2 separate regions of the Sus scrofa genome follow, and region 2 is linked to region 1. Evidence: chromatin contacts called from public Hi-C data. All regions are on one chromosome and are shown on one strand. Each heading gives the region's core, a stretch centred on a gene start, on an enhancer-like site or on the middle of the called end of the contact. The rest is flanking DNA. Distances are from core to core; before and after follow the strand shown. Region 1 holds the start of CACNG6 (voltage-dependent calcium channel gamma-6 subunit). Region 2 holds the start of MYADM (myeloid-associated differentiation marker).

Evidence for each region. Hi-C and Micro-C count contacts between places; a contact is called where the count stands out from the background.
Region 2: a Hi-C map of embryonic fibroblasts shows a contact between it and region 1, with 1.7 times the contacts expected there. The contact joins the promoter of MYADM here to the promoter of CACNG6 in region 1. A contact is called at or near these places in 4 of 47 Hi-C or Micro-C datasets (embryonic fibroblasts, fibroblasts, psoas muscle and 1 more) and 1 of 2 datasets of contacts at active chromatin or transcription factors (skeletal muscle).

Annotation. Positions count from the first base shown.
Region 1 is chr6:56,148,197-56,152,523 of Sscrofa11.1, reverse strand. It overlaps CACNG6 (voltage-dependent calcium channel gamma-6 subunit), which reads left to right and starts at 1,680. Exons shown (of 4, transcript XM_021094902.1): 1 at 1,680-3,191. The coding sequence starts at 2,864.
Region 2 is chr6:56,276,961-56,281,068 of Sscrofa11.1, reverse strand. MYADM (myeloid-associated differentiation marker) reads left to right here and starts at 2,492. Exons shown (of 6, transcript XM_021094908.1): 1 at 2,492-2,789; 2 at 3,192-3,318.

The sequences.
Region 1 (4,327 bases), core at 431-2,930:
CAGATACCCTTTCTGTGAAAGGAGAGAACGGAAGACCAGCAAGGAGGGAGGGAGACAGAAGAAAGAAAAATACACCCTAAAAGGAGAGAGCCGCTACCACAGGCAAGATTGAGAAAGATGGGGAGACCCAAGGGCCAGGAGGGGAAGGCGGATCCAGGAGGCAGGGCAGAGGTGCTGCCAGAAGGTGTCTGATTTCTGAGAATGGAGGCGCCTGGGGCCCTCACCCAGGGCTGCACAGCCCAACTCACCATCTCACGTTGCTGCCAGCACCCGGCACTTTCTCAGATTCCCCTCTGAGTCCTGCCAAGGCCTGGGAACACCCCCAGAGGGGAAGGAAAGGACAGGTCTCACTCATTCATTTAAGAAACAGTCCCCTAGGCCGTCCAGGTGCCGGGCCCAGCAAGCTCAGGGCGGGGTGGGGGGGCCTCAGATTCGAAGACAGGTGTCGTGCTCCTCTCTCAGGCATTGAGGAAGTGCAGCCAGCACCGTCCCTGGCCTGGGAGGGGAATGTCTCCGTGCCACTATCGCCCTTCATTCATTCATTCCAATCACCGATGCCCATTTCCTAAGGCCCCTTGTGGAGGCGGTTAGGGCTGGGCGGTGCCGAGGACAATGAGAGGGGTTCCTCTTGCACCCGAGCCCTGCCCCAGGCTGACGCGTGAGCCGGACACAAGCTCACACAATCGCAGTCACATCCCAGGGCAGTGCGTGCTCCAGCGGAAGTGGCCCGGGGCGCCGCGGGCATCCAGAGAGGGCCAAGGTGCACCCAGCCAGCTGGAGCAGCCAACCACAGGCGGCGAAGGAGTTGGTGAAAGGTGGGTTCCACCTGAGCCGTCGCAGAGGGGCTGAAGGGGCGACGATCAGGCCCTGCTGCCATTCCACACGGCTATCACTGTCCTTGGCCCTGGGGGAGCTGAAACTGCATGGAAGGTCCCCCGGGGGGTGCCCCGTCTAATAAACTCGATGAAGAGGACTGCGGCTCTGGTTCCCCGCTCCTGACACCAGCTTCTCTCCAAGGCCTGCCCTTTCTAACCTCCAGGAGAGCTGAGGACCCCTGCCGGGACCCTGCCCGTCCAGCCTTCAAGATGCAAGGGATTTGGGCCCCAGGCGTCTCTGCTCACAGATTCAGGAGTCTGGGTCCCCAGACCCCTCCTCCAGATGCCAGGTGTCCAGTCCCCGGAAACAGAGTCCCCAGGGCTCCTCCGGCCTCATACCCAGGAGTGCCGGCCCCTCCCCCACAGACCCGGGCGTCCCGGCCCCTCGCCCCTTGCCCACAGGCCGGGGTCCAGGCCGCTAGCCCCGCCTCCCTCGGTCCCAGGAGGCTCCCCTGGCCTTCAGGAGGCGGGGCTAGGGGCCTGGACCTCCTCCAGACTTCCGGCCCCTCCTCCCCAGACCCCGGCGTGCAGGGTCGCGGCTGGGCCTGCTCCGGCTCCGAGCTCCCGGTTCCCTGCCCTGCCCCCTCTCCCGCCGCCTAGGCGATCGGACCCTCAGCTCCCGCCCTTGCTCCCTTAAGGAAGTAAAAGTCCTTTCGGGCCCCGGCGGTCAGGACCCGGCCCCCGGTTCCTCCTCCCCAGGCAGCCTGCCTCCTCCCCGCCCCTCGTCCCCTTAAAATACCCGGGATCCCTATGGCAACAGGCGCCGGCAACAGGTGCGGGTGTTATTTACGGGTCGCGCCCGAAATAGCCGGCGAGGGTGAAGGGGGGTGGGCGGATGGGGGCGAGGCTGGGAGTGAGCGGAGCCGCCGGGCCGGCGGGCCGAGCGGGCAGCTGCGCGCAGAAGCGGCGGTTCGGAGGCATCGCGGAGCTGGGGTCGGCGCGGCGCCGAGGCAGGAGAGCGAGAGGGGTCCCTGTCCAGGAGACGGGGGTGGGAGGTCTGAGGGAGGCGCCTGGCCTGGAGCTGAGCCTGGAGCCGTCCGGGTCCGGCAGGCCCTGGGAGCCCGGGGGAGGGGGAGCCGAGTGATTCAAAGGACACAGAGTCCCTCCCGGGTTCCACTTGCCCTCTGAGCCGCGGGGGGCTTTGTCCCCATTTCCTGAGCCGCAGTGCGGACCACAGCCCCTTCATCTGAGCCCCAGTGTAGACCTTCTCTGATCTCTGAATGGCCAAGGGGACCCCCAGCCCCTTTTCCTGAATTACAGCAGATCCTCCGCTGTGAAAGTTGCAGGTCCTACTGCCCCTCTGGGACCCGGTAGTAATTCTGCCCTCCTCTTCTGAACCCCACCCCACCCGGCACCCCAGTCTTTCCTCTTCTGAACCGCAGAGGGGACCCAGCTCCTCCTTCCCCACACTCTGAGCCCAAAGAAGCCAGGAAGCATCTCCTCTCAAACACATAAGGGACCTCAGCTCTCCTTCCCGAGTACCCCAAACGCTGAGCCCTAGTGGGGAGCTCAGGTCCTTTCCATCCGGGAACAAGAGTTTCCCTTTGGTGATTCCTCCGGGTGGGGACCCCAGAGCGCCCCGCAGAGCTTCAGCTGACACTCGGTTCTCCTTCCCCTGGAGCCCTCAGGCTCCCCTCCCGGGTACCCCGTTTCGAGCGCTGCCGCTGGGGGAACCTTGCTTTTTCTCTGGTCCCATCTTTGCTGCGCTGCAGTGGGTACCCCGGGCCCTCCTCTGGACCTTAGAGGGTTCTCAGCAGAGGATCTAGTTTTTTTTTTTTTTTCTCTGCGAAGCCCCACAGGGGACCACCTCGACGTCTCCTTTCGAGGTTCCAGGGAGGTTTCAGATCTTTCCTATTCGTAGATCAGCGGAAGCCGGCCCCCTCACACGCTTCTAGACGCCAGGCGCTTCCCTCCCCGCCCCCACCCCTCGAGAGCCTGCCTCGGGCTCGGGCCTCCTTCGCACCTGAGCCTCGTTGCCGGCGGCAAAGATGATGATGTGGTCCAACTTCTTCCTGCAAGAGGAGGACCGGCGGCGAGGGGCCGCGAGCCGGCGGCGGGCTCACAAGTCCGGCAGGATGACCCCGGAGCAGGAGGGCAAGATCAAGCTGGCGCTGCTGCTGACCTCCGTGGGCGCCACGCTGGCCGTGCTGGCCGTGGGCACCGAGTTCTGGGTGGAACTCAACACCTACAGGGACAACGGCAGTGCCGTCTGCGATGCAGCTCACCTGGGGCTCTGGAAGATGTGCACCAAGCGACTGTGGCAGGCGGACATGCCGGCGGGCAGAGACACCTGCGGTCCCGCGGAGCTGCCTGGAGGTGAGAGGCCCTGCCACGGGCTCGTACCCCCCACACAGCAGAGAGGCGGGATCTGAGAACACCGAGTCTCAGAGGGAGCCTGAGCCCCAAAGACAGAGAGCTTGCATCCCCAGAAAGAGCCAGTGCCCGCATCCCCCCTGTGCTCCAGGCACAAACTGCAGTCTGTACCCCCCAACTAGCCTGCACCCTCAGACCAGTCTATATCTCTAGACCAGCTTCTGCCCCCCAGAGTAGTGGGTTCCCCCAAACCAGTTTGCTTCCAGACCAGCCTATGCCCCCAGGCTATCCTGGGACCCCCAAAGCTCCTACACTCCCAGCCCAGCCTGTGATGCCAGACATTTTTGTGTCCCCAGACCAGACTGTACCCCCAGAGCTGGTGTCCCCAGAGACACCGTTTGCCTCTGGACACAGCTGGTGCCCTCAGACACCCTGCATCCCCAGAATCGACTGAAGCCCCTGAGACATCCTGTGCATGTGCCCACAGACAGCCTGGGCCCTTAGAGAAAGAGTCTGGGTTCCTAGTGCCAACGTGCCCTCCCCACACTGGACACAGCGTCCACTCCCATCCTGGGGACCCACCCCCAAAGTAGAATCTGTGTCGTTCCTTCCTGCTGCTGATTTCACCCAATGGATACTCACCAAGCACCTCTCAGCCTCCCGGGGCCGACCTCGTGCTTCCCGTGAAATCATTTTCATTTCCTGTCTGTCTCACCTCAAATTCCCAGGTTGGACACTCCAGCCCTTCTCATTTTCTCTCACAGATGCCCCTGTAGCCCTCACTCTCCTGCAGAGTGGCTCCGTCGCCCTCTCCCCATGCCAGAGATCGCTCCCATACCTCTCACTCTCCCTGACGGGACATGCCAAGCCCTAAACTTATACCAGTGGGACATCCTATACCCCTTGGGAACGGGAATGGGATCTCATGCCACCTCTACTGACCCAGGGAAACTATCTGACACCCCTCGGAGGCCATTTAGGATGTCGCTTGATCACCCGGATGGCATCCACGACACTCTTTACTCTCCAAAGGGTGTCTTACGATCTTGTATCCGTAGGGTCCAAATTAGGAAGTGCCAAGCCCTTGATAGCAGAGTGGGATGCCGAGCACCTGTGTTATCGGAGGTACCCACCCACTT
Region 2 (4,108 bases), core at 1,243-3,742, 130 kb before region 1:
AGAATTTATTAACCGGAGCGTCCATGGGTGGTGATAGTCAAAACTTGAATGATTTCCCTAGAGGACCATGTAGGGGGCTTTTTGTTGAGTTTTACGGAGGGACTTCTGACGTCGGTCCCAGAGCCCAGGCGGCACGGGTCCGTGCCTGCAGTGCACCTGTATTACCACCAGAGGGCGGGCCAGCTCAGCAGGAGACACAGAGCCAGCCTTGCAGCAGGAGGATGGGCTATTCATCAAGAGACGCCCCTGAATCTTTTTAACTTGAAGTCTAGTTGATTTACAAGATTGCGTTAGTGACAGATGTTCTGCAAAGCGATTCAGCTATACATATATATTTTTTTGATTCCTTACCATTTCAATTTTTATATGATATTGAATATAGTTCCCTCACTCCGCAGTTAATCTTTGCTGCTTATCTATATTCTATATGGTCCTGTGTATCTGTGAATCCCATATCCAAAGTCTCTGCCTCCCTGATTCCTTTTCGGGACCATAAGTATGTTTGCAATGTCTATGAGTCTGTTTCTGTCTCTATATTCTATATAGATTCATTTGTACCATTTTTAGATTCACCCACAGTTAGTGATATCATACAATATGCTTTTCTGTCTGATTCTCTTCACTTTCCATGATATCCTCTAGGTACATCCATGTTGCTGCCAGGTGAAAATTCCATCTACATATATACACCATATTTTCCGTATCCATTTTTCCGTTGATGGATATTAAAGTAGCATCCATATCTGTATGGCCACTCCTGCTGAACCCCTAGAATAATGTGCCTTCAATGACAAGACTCATCCTAGTTTGGGAGATGCTGAAGTGTCCAAAATGTGCATTTAGAAAACCCTACCACCTAGTTGGTTTCAGGAACACTTCTACGTTCTTTTTTGTATTTAAAGCTACTGAAACCAGAGCTCGCTGTCCTGAGAGTTTTTTAAGCCCACATGTGAATCTACTCAAGAGGTTCATGAGCACACGAGGTAATTGAGGAGTCAGCTTTCACATATGAGCAGATTGAGGCTTCAATTACATAATTCACTGTACCTACAAACCATTAAAACGTTTTTCTCATCGCCCAGCAGTCAATTAGGGCAAGAGAATTTTTCAGTCAGACCTTCCATGGATGGCGAGAGTCAAATTTTGAATGATTTTTCTAGGGGACCTTGAAGGGGGCCTCTTGGTGGATTTTTCAGAGGGACTTCTGACTTCTGTCTCACTGACCAGACTGCAGTGCCGGTGCCTGCATTGCAGCGGTATCACCAGCAGATGGCGCGCCAACACAGCAGGAGAAACAGCCTTCGCCTTGCAGCAGGCGGATGTGACCATCATTGGCAGTGGCCAAAGAATCTTTTTTTTTCAGTTGAAGCCTGTTTGATTTACAAGATTGTGTTAGTGTCAGGTGTTCAGCAAAGGAATTCGGCTATACATATAGACTTTTTTTATTCCTTTCCATTTTAATTTATTACAAGATAAGGTTTAGTTCCCTTACTCCGCAGTAAATCCTTGTTTATTTTACATATGGCCATGTGTGTCTGTTAATCCCATTCCCATTCCCATTCCCATAATTTGTCCCGCCAACTTCCTTTTTTGTCACCATAAATACGTTCGCTATAAGTCTGTTTCTGTTTCTCTATAGATTCATTTGTACCATTTTTAGATTCCACAGTAAGTGATATTATATAGTATTTAGCCTTTTAAATCTGATTTTCTTCACTTTCTATGATATGATCTAGGTCCATCCATGGTGCTGCCAGTGGGGAAATTTTATTCTTTTTCTGGCTGGTAATATTCCATCTATGTATGTATCTTGTCTTCCTTATCCATTTATCTGTTGATGGACATTTAAGTGACTTCCATGTATTTATGGCCACTCCGGCTTGAACCCCTAGAGTAATATGCCTTCAATGACAAGATGCTTCCTAGTTTGGGAGATGCCAAACTGCACAAAAAAGCTGCATTTAGATATCTCTTCCATCCAGGTACTTGTAGGAACACGTCAAAGTTTGTATTTAAAACTATTGGGAGCAGAGCTGGCTGTTGCAATAAACCTCTCTCGCCCACGTGTGAATCCACTCAAAGTTTAATGAGCAGGTAACTGAGGAGTCAGCTTTTACTTATGAGCAGACTGAGGCTTCAATTACATAATTCACAGGGCCTGCAAATCAGAAATAATTATATCTTAATTGCCGCGCAATCAGGGCAAGGGACATTTTTTTTTAATAAACTTGAAGCTTCCATGGATGGTCATAAGCAAACTTGGAACTATATTCCCAGGGTACGGTGAGAGGGCCCCTTGTTAAATTTTGTAAAGGGACCTCTGACCTTTGCCTCAGAGTCCAGCCTGGACGGGCCCGAGACTGCAGAGCGTGTGTATCCCCAGCAGAGGGCGCGCCAACACAGCAGCAAAAAAAACAAAGCCAGCCTTGCAGCAGCGGGAAGTGAAACTCATCAAAGCGTCGCCAGGGCAACCTTTTACATGATTCACGCCTGAGCACAGCTGAGCACGTGAGAGCAACTAGGAATAATCTCAAGGAGCAGAGGTATTAGCTTCCATTTAACAGTCGCCAAATTGGGATATCTTAGTAACACTCTAAGAAACTCCAAGTTAAACGATGCTATTGTTCTCGAAGGAGGGGAACGAAAAACCTCTTAATTTTTAAAAGCCAGTGATTCTGAGCAGAGGGGAAAGACAGTTCCCAAAGTTGCGTGGCAGTTTTGGCGATGAAGGTGGTCACGTGTTTCAGATCCGGAACAAGGATCCAAGCCCTACTCAGCAAGCCACGCGGGTAGGTGGATTCTGGTAAAGGATTCCACTCTAAGAGAACAGATGCTTTCGGGGGTACCGGATCGTATATGCATCTAACGGCAGGGCAAGCAATTCACTGCTTTAGTTTGGAAGGAAGGGGGAGAAAGAAAACAGCTGAGAAAATATCCCTCCCTCTGTCTCCTAGTTCATGGCCGCATTAAAAAGTACCCGGCGACTAACAACCCTGGAGTGAGTCGGGCGGGGGGGAGGGGGAGCAGAGAAAGGCACCGGTTTACGCTCCCGGCTCGGTTTTCCTCAAACAAGCCCATTTGTCGGGAGGAAGAAAGTCGCAGCTATGGATCCTGCGAGAACCCTTTAGGGAAACGAAGAGAAACGTGGGGGAGACTGTGTCACCCTGACCCCAGGATCTCTTCTGTCCCAGCCCAGCGGGACAGCACGCGCACCTGAACGAGTGCCCAAAAGCAGGAGCTACGCAAAGATCGCTGAGCAAACGAAAGTGCTGAGTCACGGAAAGCGGAGTCTCTTCCTCGGAACACTTTCCGTGGCAGGTGAGTCGGAGATCAGAGTGTCTCGCGGTGGGGGGAGGGGGGGCGCGATGGTCAAGGCCAGCCGCTCCTCTGTGGAGGATGTGTTATCTGTGTGCGGTTGCAGCGAAGATCGTGGGGGTTCTTGGCTTGGCCCTGATGTAAATTCCGATTCTCGGGTTATTTTTATCACAGCTTCTAACATTTGCTCATTGAGATCTTGAATTTTAGGCTATCAATATTTTATTTCTTTAAAAAAACTTTTTTTTTTTTTTTTTTTTTTTCCCTTTTTGGCCACGCCGGGGTATATGGAAGTTCCTGAGCCAGGGGCCAGATCAGAGCTGCCGTTCCGACCAAGGCTGCCTTGGTGGCGGCAACGTCAGAGCCTTAACCCACTGTGCTGGGCTGGGAATCGAACCCGTGTCCCTAGGCTCCAGGGAAGCCGCTGATCCTGTTGCACCACAGCAGGGACTCTTCTATCAATATTTTAAAAATATTCCTATTACATTATGTGTTAACCTCCATATACATTAAATTTCATCGTGTCCCTTTAGTATATCCGGGGACAATCGTGTGATTATTCTTAGCTCTGTTAGGATGATAAAGTTCATTTAATAATCTCCAAATGTGGGCCATCTTTGCATTCCTAGAATAAGCCCCACTTCGTCAAGATTTTTTTTTTATTATTTAAAAAAAAAGGAGTTCCCGTCTGGCTCAGTGGTTAATGAATCCAACTAGGAACCATGAGGTTGTGGGTTCAATCCCTGGCCTTGCTCAGCAGGTTAAGGATCCAGCGTTGCCGTGAGCTGTGGTG